2 separate regions of the Mus musculus genome follow, and region 2 is linked to region 1. Evidence: chromatin contacts called from public promoter capture Hi-C data. All regions are on one chromosome and are shown on one strand. The core of a region is the stretch at or near the end of the contact, and the rest is flanking DNA. Distances in the headings are between cores, read along the strand shown. Region 1 holds the start of Sesn3 (sestrin 3). Region 2 overlaps Endod1 (endonuclease domain containing 1).

Region 1 (5,191 bases), core at 1,314-3,813:
CTCTTATGCCGGGGCCTAGCAAACACAGAAGTGGATGCTCACAGTCAGCTATTGGTTGGATCACAAGGACCCCAATGGAGGAGCTAGAGAAAGTATCCAAGGAGCTAAAGAGATCTGCAACCCTATAGGTGGAACAACAATATGAACTAACCAGTACCCCCTGGAGCTCGTGTCTCTAGCTGCATATGTATCAGAAGATGGCCTAGTCGGCCATCAGTGGAAAGAGAGGCCCATTGGTCTTGCAAATTTATATGCCTCAGTACAGGGGAACGCCAGGGCCAAGAAGTGTGTGTGTGTGGAGGTGGGGGTGGGGGGGAGGGTATGGGGGACTTTTGGGGTAGCATTGGGAATGTAAATGAAGAAAATGCCTAATTAAAATAATAATAATAAAAAAAAGAAACTCCGGAAAAATGGGAACACATATGTGTTTCAATTTTCAGGAAAACAAACAAACAAACAAAAAAAACCCAAACCAACCCAACAAAAATGTCTTGCTGACTTTCTGCCTAGGTTTCTTGGTTCTCTGCAATGAAAGGCACACAGTATTTTCTTCCTTCATTGAGTTTTCTTAGTTTTACCGTTTCTTTTCTTTTCTTTTCTTTTTCTTTTTTTTTTTTTTTTTTTTTTTTGGACAGGGTTTCTCTGTATAGCCCTGTCTGTCCTGGAACTCACTTTGTAGACCAGGCTGGCCTTGAACTCACAAATCCGCCTGCCTCTGCCTCCCGAGTGCTGGGATTAAAGGCGTGCGCCACCATGCCAAGCAACTTTTACCATTTCTTTTAACTGAATTTTTAGCAACCTACCCAAATCACTGCTGTTCTAGACTATGGAGGTCTACCCAGCATCAGACCACACTTTGCTATCACTAGCTAAATGGACCTTCACCTAACCATATCACCTAGATAGACCCTTGAGGTTGTTCAGTCTGTTTAAACCTGTGCGGGCAGATTTTCATCTCCTTTGTTCTTTGTGTAGGCTTGTTTAAGGTGTAGGTCTCTAAAGAGATGGAGTGGAGACAGATGTTGAGTATGGAAGAGATTGGTAGTTTGAACAACAGTTTGGTCTAATGGCTTTGTTATGCTAACCGTGCAGGCTTCTCCAACAGCGCCTTCCCGATTTTACATCATAGTACACAAAATTCCTAACACAGGGTAGTATGTTAAATTAAAAACAATACAAGAAAAACAATACAAGTAAACCAGTGGGTCGGTTCTTTAAAACCATCTCCACAGATACATTCTACAAATTGCAGGCCTTCACAATTCCTGACACACTCGAGACCTTTAGAAAACGAGAAGCCGAGAATACAGATTAGGTTCTCAAGAGCGAAAACAGGTGATGTCATAGCACGCAGTGCGGTGTGGTCACCGCCAAGGCCGGCTGGGGAACTGCAGTTCTTGGGAGCTTGGTGCTCTGCGCCAGTAGCAGAAGCACCCTATCATGGGCTCCACGACACCGGTGAGCACCCTGAGCCAATCAGGTGCTCGCTTTGCACCGCCTTTGTTCTCACTGGGGAGCAGGCAGCCAGAGTCTGGTCTGCAGTCCGGGGTTGGTGTTTGGCCCCTCGGAGTACCTGGCTCTCTCACTCGCCTGGGTTGGGCATCTGGCCAGCCGGAGCTTTCCTCAGTGACTTATGCCTTCTGTCTCCAGAACATAGAAGCTAAACCCTGACTCACCGTTGTCAGTTTTGAGAGAGGAAGGTCCAGTCCAATCGTTTTAAATGGCAATTCGTACTCAAAACCTTCCATCACAGGCAGGGATTGTGCTCTGCAAGTTTCTAACCAGAGGCCTCCCACAGGATTTGTGTGTGTGTGTGTGTGTGTGTGTGTGTGTGTGTGTGTGTGTGTGTATCAATCTCTGACTTGTTCATGATAAACGAACTTTCTTTGCTGTGAGAACGATCGTCGGAGAGAGGGAAAAACCCCTAAACCAAAGATGTGTCTCCGGGTCTCCAACTCCAATAGCTGTGTAGACTTCTAACTCTACAGCCGTAGGTAGTTGGTCTTTCGTACCAGATTTACAGAGTGCATAAAGAACATAAAGTTCTTTGAGATCTGTGGGAGCAAAGTGCTGCAAGACCGCAGTCTTCCTCACAGCTATTAGATTTAGATCCATGGAGAGAAAGCTGAATCTCTGCCCCGGAGGAAGGAACGTTCTAGCGTCCACCCGGCCCACTCCCGAGAGATCAGGAAATGTTTAGCTAGGTCTCAGATCCTCTAGCGAGCTCTAGCTTCCAGCTATTTAATCTCACTCTCCATTCTGCACGGTTTTTGCAGAGAGGCGTGGCTTGTCCTGAGGGTGGCGCTAGAGTTCCTGATAATTTGCATACACCACACCTCCATTTCTCATTGGTAGATTGGAGTCCCTCCCACCCCACTACCTAACTAACCCAGGGTCACTCTTCAGCATCGAGCCTCGGAGATAAACTTAACTTGCCCGGAGATTCGTGTTGCTCTCGCCTCCCGCGATTGGCCGGAGCCACTCATTGGATGCGGGTGCAGAAGGGGGCGTTGCCGGTGCCGTCTGGTTGGCGGGAGGGGGCGGTGCCCAGCGCGGCTGCCCTGAAGGCGGCGGGCCTCGGGGGCGGGGCCGCACTGAGAAGCTGAGACGGCCGCGGCTGCTCGTCCTGGCTGGCGGGGCGGGGGTCTGGCGATGGGGGCGGGAGGAACAACGGGTCGCTGAGTGCCGCGGCTGCCGTCCCCGCCGAGCTCGCGCGGGCAGCCGCTGCGCCGTCGCTGCCGCCCGACCCCCTGAGAAGAGAACGTTGAAGCAGCCCTTCGCTAGCGGCCGCGGTGACAGCCCGGCTCCGGCGCGATGAACCGCGGTGGCAGCAGCGCGTCGGCCTCGGCCAACTACCTGCTCTGCACCAACTGCCGGAAAGTGCTGCGGAAGGTACGGCGCGGCCGCGTCCGGCGGCGAGGCGCTCCCCACGGTCCGGGTCCGGGCGGCGCTTGCGGGGGAGGGGGGACGAGAGGCAAAGTGTCCCCCCGCGGGTCCCTGCGCCCGGCCCCTGGGCTGCCGCCGGGTCTGCCCCGAGGCTGAAGGGATGCTGGGATGCTGGGAGGAACCGGCTCGGCTGGGGATGGAGGCTGGCCTGAAATCACAGCAACCAGTTTGGTCTGCAGGAGACTGGCTGCCTCTCCCCGGTGGCTGACTCTGGGGGGGTGTTTTCTTCGACTGGGTCGCTTCTGCCAGGCCTACGGTGCCTTGGCACCGCCTCTTGACATTCTCTTGGTGGGTCCCGAAAGGCACCATGAAGGCATCTTGAACTTTATACCCATAGGAAATGCTGTTCGATCTTCCAGCGCTTTCAGCTTGGGTTGGTGGAGGTGGAGGCTGAAGACGACTTGGGTTCGCCCTCCTTATCATCCCCCACCGCGATGTCGATCGAGAAAATCCGACCCAGGATTGGCTTATTGCTTTCCAGAGTGACTGATAGAAAGTTTACTCCAGTATTGTTTAGCTTACTTGGCTTAATCGCCCCGTGGGGGATGGGGATGCAGGGAGAGAAAGGATGACAAAATGTCCCTGTAGACGCAGAAGAGGTTTTAATAAGATCTGAATAGCCTCCTTGACTAATATAATCTGTTTCTTTTTTACACTCTTATTTTTACATTGCATGAAATGAAATCATTAGGTGAGGTGTTTCTGTTTGTCCAGCACCAATGAATTAAAATTGCTGAGCTGTGCATATTTGAGAGCTAAGATGAATATGGTGCCGTTTTTGTCAATTTTCCTATCTACAGTCAATTTAGGATTGCTCTTTATGTCCTAGGAAAAACAAGCAAGCACATAAATAAGCAAGCTCAAATATTTGCGCTCTTTGTCCAAAAACTGTTTTTCTTCCTCTGTGGGTCAGGCCAAGTGCCAATCAAAGTTGTTTTTCAAGCCTCTTTTCCCTGCCGTGGAGCTGGTTCTTCCCCCTCCTTTCTCCTATTTTATTTGAGAGCGTCAGGAAAGCAAAGGAATTGCAGGTTTGAAGTTAATCAAACAATTAAATACGCCTTAAATTGTGTTTATTGGATATGTTTCTCTTAAAAAAGATTTTTATTAAATGTGCATGTTGAGTATGTGCAGTTATTTTTTTCCCCATAAACTCCTGGATCAAATTACAGTTGATACTTGCTCAGCTCATTGTAGGGCAGCTTGTGAGAAATGGAATGGATCAGAAGCTTGCTTGGTTCAGCGACGTTGAATGTTAACTCTTTCACTGCTGGACCACATGGCATCTGAATAGAGGCTTTAAAACTTATTGTTTCTTAATTTTTAAGCTGAAACTGTCTTTGTCAGAAGAAACAGGGCCAGTGAAACCTATTTAATTCAACTTTCTCCCTGCTAAAATGAAAGGAAGTTTTTATCCTAATGTGGAGAACAGTGCTATAACTAATTTATTTAAGTGATATGATTCTATTTCAATGGAAGCACATTGATTTTGTTTGTTTGTTTGTTTGTTTGTTTTTTTGAGACAGGGTTTCTCTGAATAGCCCTGGCTGTCCTGGAACTCACTTTGTAGACCAGGATGGCCTCAAACTCAGAAACCCGCCTGCCTCTGCCTCCCAAGTGCTGGGATTAAAGGCGTGCACCACCACCGACCGGCCACATTAAAATTTTTAATAAAAAATTTAAAATGAATGGCATTTGTTTGGCTTGAGATAGAGACTCAGCTTTGCACCTTTTTATTTTTCTTTTGAAAGAGCTTTGATTAGTGTCATGAATCACTAGCACTACTGACATATTTATGTTTTTCTTCCAGTTTTTTAAGAAACTAATATCTCTGTTTACCTAGGTAGACCATCTTACTTCCAACCATAACTATAAGAAGTATGTGCAAAGTGGGCATTCACAGTTTTCTATTCTATAATTGTGCACACCTCTGCCAGTATCCAGTTTTCAGTAACTACAAGATGTTTAATTTTGACTCATGTAGTGGCATGAAATGAGTTTAGATGAGAAAAGAATTGTTTATGCCAGTTTAGACATGATCTGGCAACATTTGAAGCTTTATGAGATTGCCATTCTTAAACACTCTAGTAAGAAATCAGTATCTAGCATTAAAGGCTTCATCATCCTAAAAATGCCACACAAAAATTTACTTGTAACTCTAACGTTTTTATTTTTTGATAGAAAGTTAAGTCTACAGCCATCACGGCTCAATTCTTTGTTTTCTTGCTTCCGTATACTAGTGTGCAGC
Region 2 (5,191 bases), core at 801-3,300, 89 kb after region 1:
AACATCCAGGACAGAGCACAGGGAGAACTCAGAAGGTCAATGCACTGAAGAACCAACAAAGGGGAAAGAAAGGTGTAAGGGTCAAGCTAAGCATGCTGATGAGCAGCTGAACAACATAGAGGCGGAGCCTGGGCCATGGGCAGACATGGAGGCGGAGCCTGGGCCATGGGCAGACATGGAGGCGGAGCCTGGGCCTCGGGTAGACATGGAGGCGGAGCCTGGGGAGGCTGAGGAGATTTAGCAAGATGACTACTATGAATGAAGAGAAGCTGTGTCCAGCTACAAACAAAACCTCCTGGAAGGTTTCTGTGTTTGCAGAGATTGATGGACAAACTGGAATTTCAGTACTGTGGAAAAACTGAAATTTTGCAGGTTCAGAGGCTTCATCTTGGGTTAACTTCAGCCTTCTGAAACAGACATTCCTTCCCAACTTTGTATCTAAACAAAAACCTCTTAGAAGCTACTAACTTAATTCCACCAGTCAAAGAGCTAACTGTGTTATCAGACAGCATCTTACATCTGTACAAAAGTTCCCTTCACTTCCATGAACCTGCCTCTCTGCCACACCCAGCAATGTATTTTAAACTTGCCTTGATGCATGACTCTTTTTGTTCTGTAAAACTATAAAAACCTTGTGAGACTACTTCCATATTGGAACATGAACTTTTGAGTAACCTAAATGTGTCTTTCAGGGCCACAGTCACTCAAAATGGCACCAGAATAAGCTATCTCTTACTCTGTTTAAGGCACAGTGGCACATGACTTTTATTTCCAGCACTAGGGAAGCAGAGGCAGATAGAGCTCTGAGTTCAAAGCCAGCATGCTCTACAGAGAAGGTTCAAGGACAACCAGAGCTACACAGAAACACCTTGCCCTGAAAAGACAAAAACAAACAAACAAAAAAAACAAAAACAGAAACAAAAAAAGAAAGAAAAGAAAAGAAAAAAAGAAAAAAAAATGAAAAAGAAAGGATGAGAGCCATGGATCTTACATTTCCAGTCAGTCCCTGCCAAGTGCATTCACCCATCTGTCTGAGCGGCTGAACTGATGGGTCAAGGCTAGTGTCCAACGGTCTCTGCTACACACCTGGCACGACAGCCTACCCACAGGATGCACGCAGGATTCATCACAGTTTACAAGAGACTGGGAAGAGAGCAGATTGTCCTTTCTCTGTTGCTGCCTCACAAACTTCCACTAGGAAAAGGTATGCTGAAGAAGAGTCATCAAAGCGGACTTTAAGCTTGGGTGGGCTGCCTTGGCAAGGGTGGCGTTTCCTTCCCCTTGGAGAATTTTAAGCCACAACCAGATAAGCACTCATAGGGGAGCCGACCCAGTGAACACCAGTTTAACTGGGGACAGAGTCTTCCTACAGCCTTGTTTTATTTTTATTTTTTAATAAGTCTTGAATAATAGAGCAGGCTGAATGGTGTGTGTTCTGCTGAATGAAGATGATGAGCAAGTACGCGCATGCGCATGCGCACACACGCCCTGTCCGTCACCACTGGGTAGAAGAAGTCCCTCCTTACCAGGAAGGGCAAGAACCTTGAGCTAGAATCATCAATCAATAGGATAGATGATCTTACCAGAACTGTCTAGAGCAGAAAGGCTCCCTGTGATCCAACACGGGAGTTAACTGTCTTTGGGGCCAGAAGGCTTCCACCCAAACATCTCACTATGGATAATAAGGAACTGCCTTTCAACAACAACAACAACAACAAAGATCCAGGGAGCCTCAAACAGCAGCCTTGCTGCAATGGATGGAGGAGGGACAGAGAGGAAGCCTTCCAGCTCCCAGAACAAAGGAAGTACTGACCCACCCATAAAGAAATGAGCCTGCCTAACTCCCTACTAGGAGGCATCTGTAATTCCGAATCCCCTGAGAAGAGAGGCAGCTGCAGAGGATTTAGATGGATGCTAATGTTCTTTCTTCTGCTTTTTTTAGACCCAGAAATCAAGAGGTTTCCATTTCCTGTGCTGAGTGTCTGGTACCATAACGGGCCTACTGGCCTTCTTCCTGGTGAATCACCTTCCTCTGGGCTCCCTGACCACACACACCTTCCTGCTTTGGCTTCCAGCAGCCAGCCTGGCTGGGCACACCCATGAGTTAAGTGCTGTATGACCTGCAAGGATACTCAGACCACCTTCTCATCAACTGACTCAGAATCGCTGGGGAAAAAGAAACCCTTTCCACTTCAGACTTTTTCTTGAAAAGAAATTAAAATAGAACACACCAATTCCAAACTGGCAGTCAGTGCTGGAAAGGAAGCCCCAAGGGGAGGGCTGCACCAGGGCAAGCCAGCTCTCTGGGGACTGCTCTGGCTGCCCCTGCTCTTGCTGAGGTCCCCATTCAATCTCCTGGGAGCGTAAGAAAGAGACTGGTTCCTCTCAGGCCTTTCCAGCTTGCAGAATTCTCTCAGGTTACAAGCCCAGTTGCCTTGGGTTCCTTCCCTATGGCACAGTCTCTTTTGCACTGGACATTGTTTGCCTTTCCAGAGCAACTCTTTTGACAGTCACATGTGGTACTGAATTCAGAGTTGTCAGGTAAAATTAGGAGTCCCCATTCCTAACATCTTAAATCGCTAAGTCTCCGAATTCAGTTCATCTGCAAACATATCATTCCCTGTTAGAATGCAGATTTCTGTGTTCAATTCATGGAACCCATGAAGAAGAGAACTGTTGCCCCCAAAGCTCCTCTGAGTGCCACAGGCATGCTGTGTCCTGCGGACCGTGGCACGTGCACCTGCACCTACCCCCACCAGGTAGAAACACAAACACATATATATTATTTAATTTGGGAGAGAAAACAAAACTTTAAGGATCACAGTCATCTTGTTTCCTGAAATTTCCCAGCCTGGTTCCTTTGAGACCTGAGTAATTTGCCTCCTTTCCTGTGTCTGAGAATCTTCTAGTGTATTCTCATGTCAGACCCACCCAACCCCATGTCCCTGTGTTTCCTGTGTCTGAGAATCTTCGAGTGTATTCTCATGTCAGACCCACCCAACCCCATGTCCCTGTGTTTCCTGTGTCTGAGAATCTCCTAGTGTATTCTCATGTCAGACCCACCCAACCCCATGTCCCTGTGTTTCCTGTGTCTGAGAATCTCCTAGTGTATTCTCATGTCAGACCCACCCAACCCCATGTCCCTGTGTTTCCTGTGTCTGAGAATCTCCTAGTGTATTCTCATGTCAGACCCACCCAACCCCATGTCCCTGTGTTTCCTGTGTCTGAGAATCTTCTAGTGTATTCTCATGTCAGACCCACCCAACCCCATGTCCCTGTGTTTCCTGTGTCTGAGAATCTCCTAGTGTATTCTCATGTCAGACCCACCCAACCCCATGTCCCTGTGCATGTGATTAAAAGTAGTTGAGTCCACAGTTCTTGCATCAGTGAGGCTAAATATCAGGGACCCTGTTATTAGAAAATCCAGTAAGCCTGGAATGGATAAAGGGCAGGGGCCTTGTAGACAATGCAAACTTGCAGATGCCAGGATAAAACTGGGAAAGCAAGCGCAGCGGCAGCTTGTCTTGGTCCTTGCAGCTGGGAGATGAGAAGAGCACTTCAGAAGAGAGCAGCAAAGGGCCTGGCCAACAAGGTGCATAGGCACAGGACTCCACCTGAGGGACCAATGTCAGCGCCATCTGAAAACTCAGAACATGTTTATGGACAGCATCTCCATATCAGATTATCACTATAATGGAGCGCCAAAGCCAACGAGACCTTGCCTGACACATATTGTCTTAGTCAGGGTTTCTATTCCTGCACAAACATCATGAACAAGAAGCAAGTTGGGGAGGAAAGGGTTTATTTGTCTTACACTTCCATACTGCTGTTCATCACCAAGGACGTCAGGACTGGAACTCAAGCAGGTCAGGAAGCAGGAGCTGATGCAGAGGCCATGGAGGAATGTTCTTTACTGGCTTGCTTCCCCTGGCTTGCTCAGCCTGCTTTCTTATAGAACCAAGACTGCCAGCCCAGAGATGGTCCCACCCACAAGGGGCCTTTCCCCTTGATGACTAATTGAGAAAATGCCTTACAGTTGGATCTCATGGAGGCACTTCCCCAACTGAAGCTCCTTTCTCTGTGATAACTCCAGCTGTGTCAAGTTGACACAAAACTAGCCAGTACACATATGAAGCACTGGCTTCCATGCTAACACTGAGATAAAGGAAAAGGAGATGGGATGGAAATGGAATGAGGAAGAAATAGGGAAAATGTGGACATCTACCTTACAGACTGCAGGGCTTTGAGCAATGGTGACTCCTGATCCTATCTCCTGTTCTAGACAATGAAAAGACAATAGTTCTCTTTGCTGCAGAGACATAGGAAAGGGAAGGAGGGCGGGGCTGTTTCTAGTCATCTGTGAGTCATTTATTTTTCTGAAAGCAAGGCAGGTTAGAGTAGACTGCATTTGAAGCCCTTAGCTCTTCTATGTCTAAGTTAAGATATGTAGTAAATTGTTTCTGCTTATCTACAAGTTTGCTCACTGATGGGGCCCATACAGCCTCTTCCTGAGGCGCAATGATTGCTTGAGAGACATCTTTGTTGAGGCATCATAGAACCTTGATTACTAAGATAACGGGTATGAAATGGCGCATGCATTTCTAAATACAATGGAAATTTCTGGACAGTCGCACACACATATCTACACATACACAATCTATGGTTATCTTTGAGACATGAGATCTGTTTTTTATGTGCTTTGAAAATCTCAAAATAAAATTTGATCATGAGCATATGTTACTTTTGTATACACTGAAAGATCTAAATAGTATAAATAATGGCTACAGGACCAAAGGCTTGGCTGAAAAATTCTCAGATCCACCTTTGGCTGCTGGGCCCTACAGGAGTTAGGAGTTAGCTTTTTTTCAAACAGCACTGACACAGCTCAAGCCACAGGTGCTAAGTGCTTAGCAATCAGTGACATTTGTTATTCACAAATATACTGAGTATTGGTGTTGTACTAGATCAGGGGCTAGAAATTTACATCCCATGAGCCAATCCAACCTACATATTTTCATAAATAGGGTATTTCTATATTGCCTGTGGCTGCTTTGTTAAAATAAATAGTTGAATAATTGCATCAGAGTCATCTGACCTATACCACCTACGGCCACTACCCCCAGAGTTAGACAGTGATGTCTAATGCGGAGCTTCCATAGCCCTGGCCTGTCTCAGTATGACCTGGGGTCAA

Evidence for each region. Promoter capture Hi-C pulls out the DNA fragments that hold promoters and counts their contacts.
Region 2: a contact with region 1 is called in a promoter capture Hi-C map of pre-B cells, with 2.2 times the contacts expected there. The contact joins the enhancer-like site here to the promoter of Sesn3 in region 1. A contact is called at or near these places in 5 of 39 promoter capture datasets (the 3T3-L1 cell line, 3T3-L1-derived adipocytes, liver and 2 more), 3 of 484 Hi-C or Micro-C datasets (LSK cells, granulocyte-monocyte progenitors and nephron progenitors) and 2 of 115 datasets of contacts at active chromatin or transcription factors (CD8 T cells and effector CD8 T cells).

What each region holds. Positions count from the first base shown.
Region 1 is chr9:14,273,738-14,278,928 of GRCm38.p6, forward strand. Sesn3 (sestrin 3) reads left to right here and starts at 2,564. Exons shown (of 10, transcript NM_030261.4): 1 at 2,564-2,892. The coding sequence starts at 2,815.
Region 2 is chr9:14,363,626-14,368,816 of GRCm38.p6, forward strand. The region is part of intron 1 of Endod1 (endonuclease domain containing 1); the gene reads right to left. Among named protein-coding and RNA genes, the nearest start is that of Gm34156, 3.3 kb to the right of the region's middle. Within about 2 kb of position 2,051, at least 121 of the 459 cell types and tissues checked have an H3K27ac peak or open chromatin away from gene starts, as enhancers often do. A contact at or near this core is called in CD8 T cells, LSK cells, granulocyte-monocyte progenitors and 2 more, where this site is marked.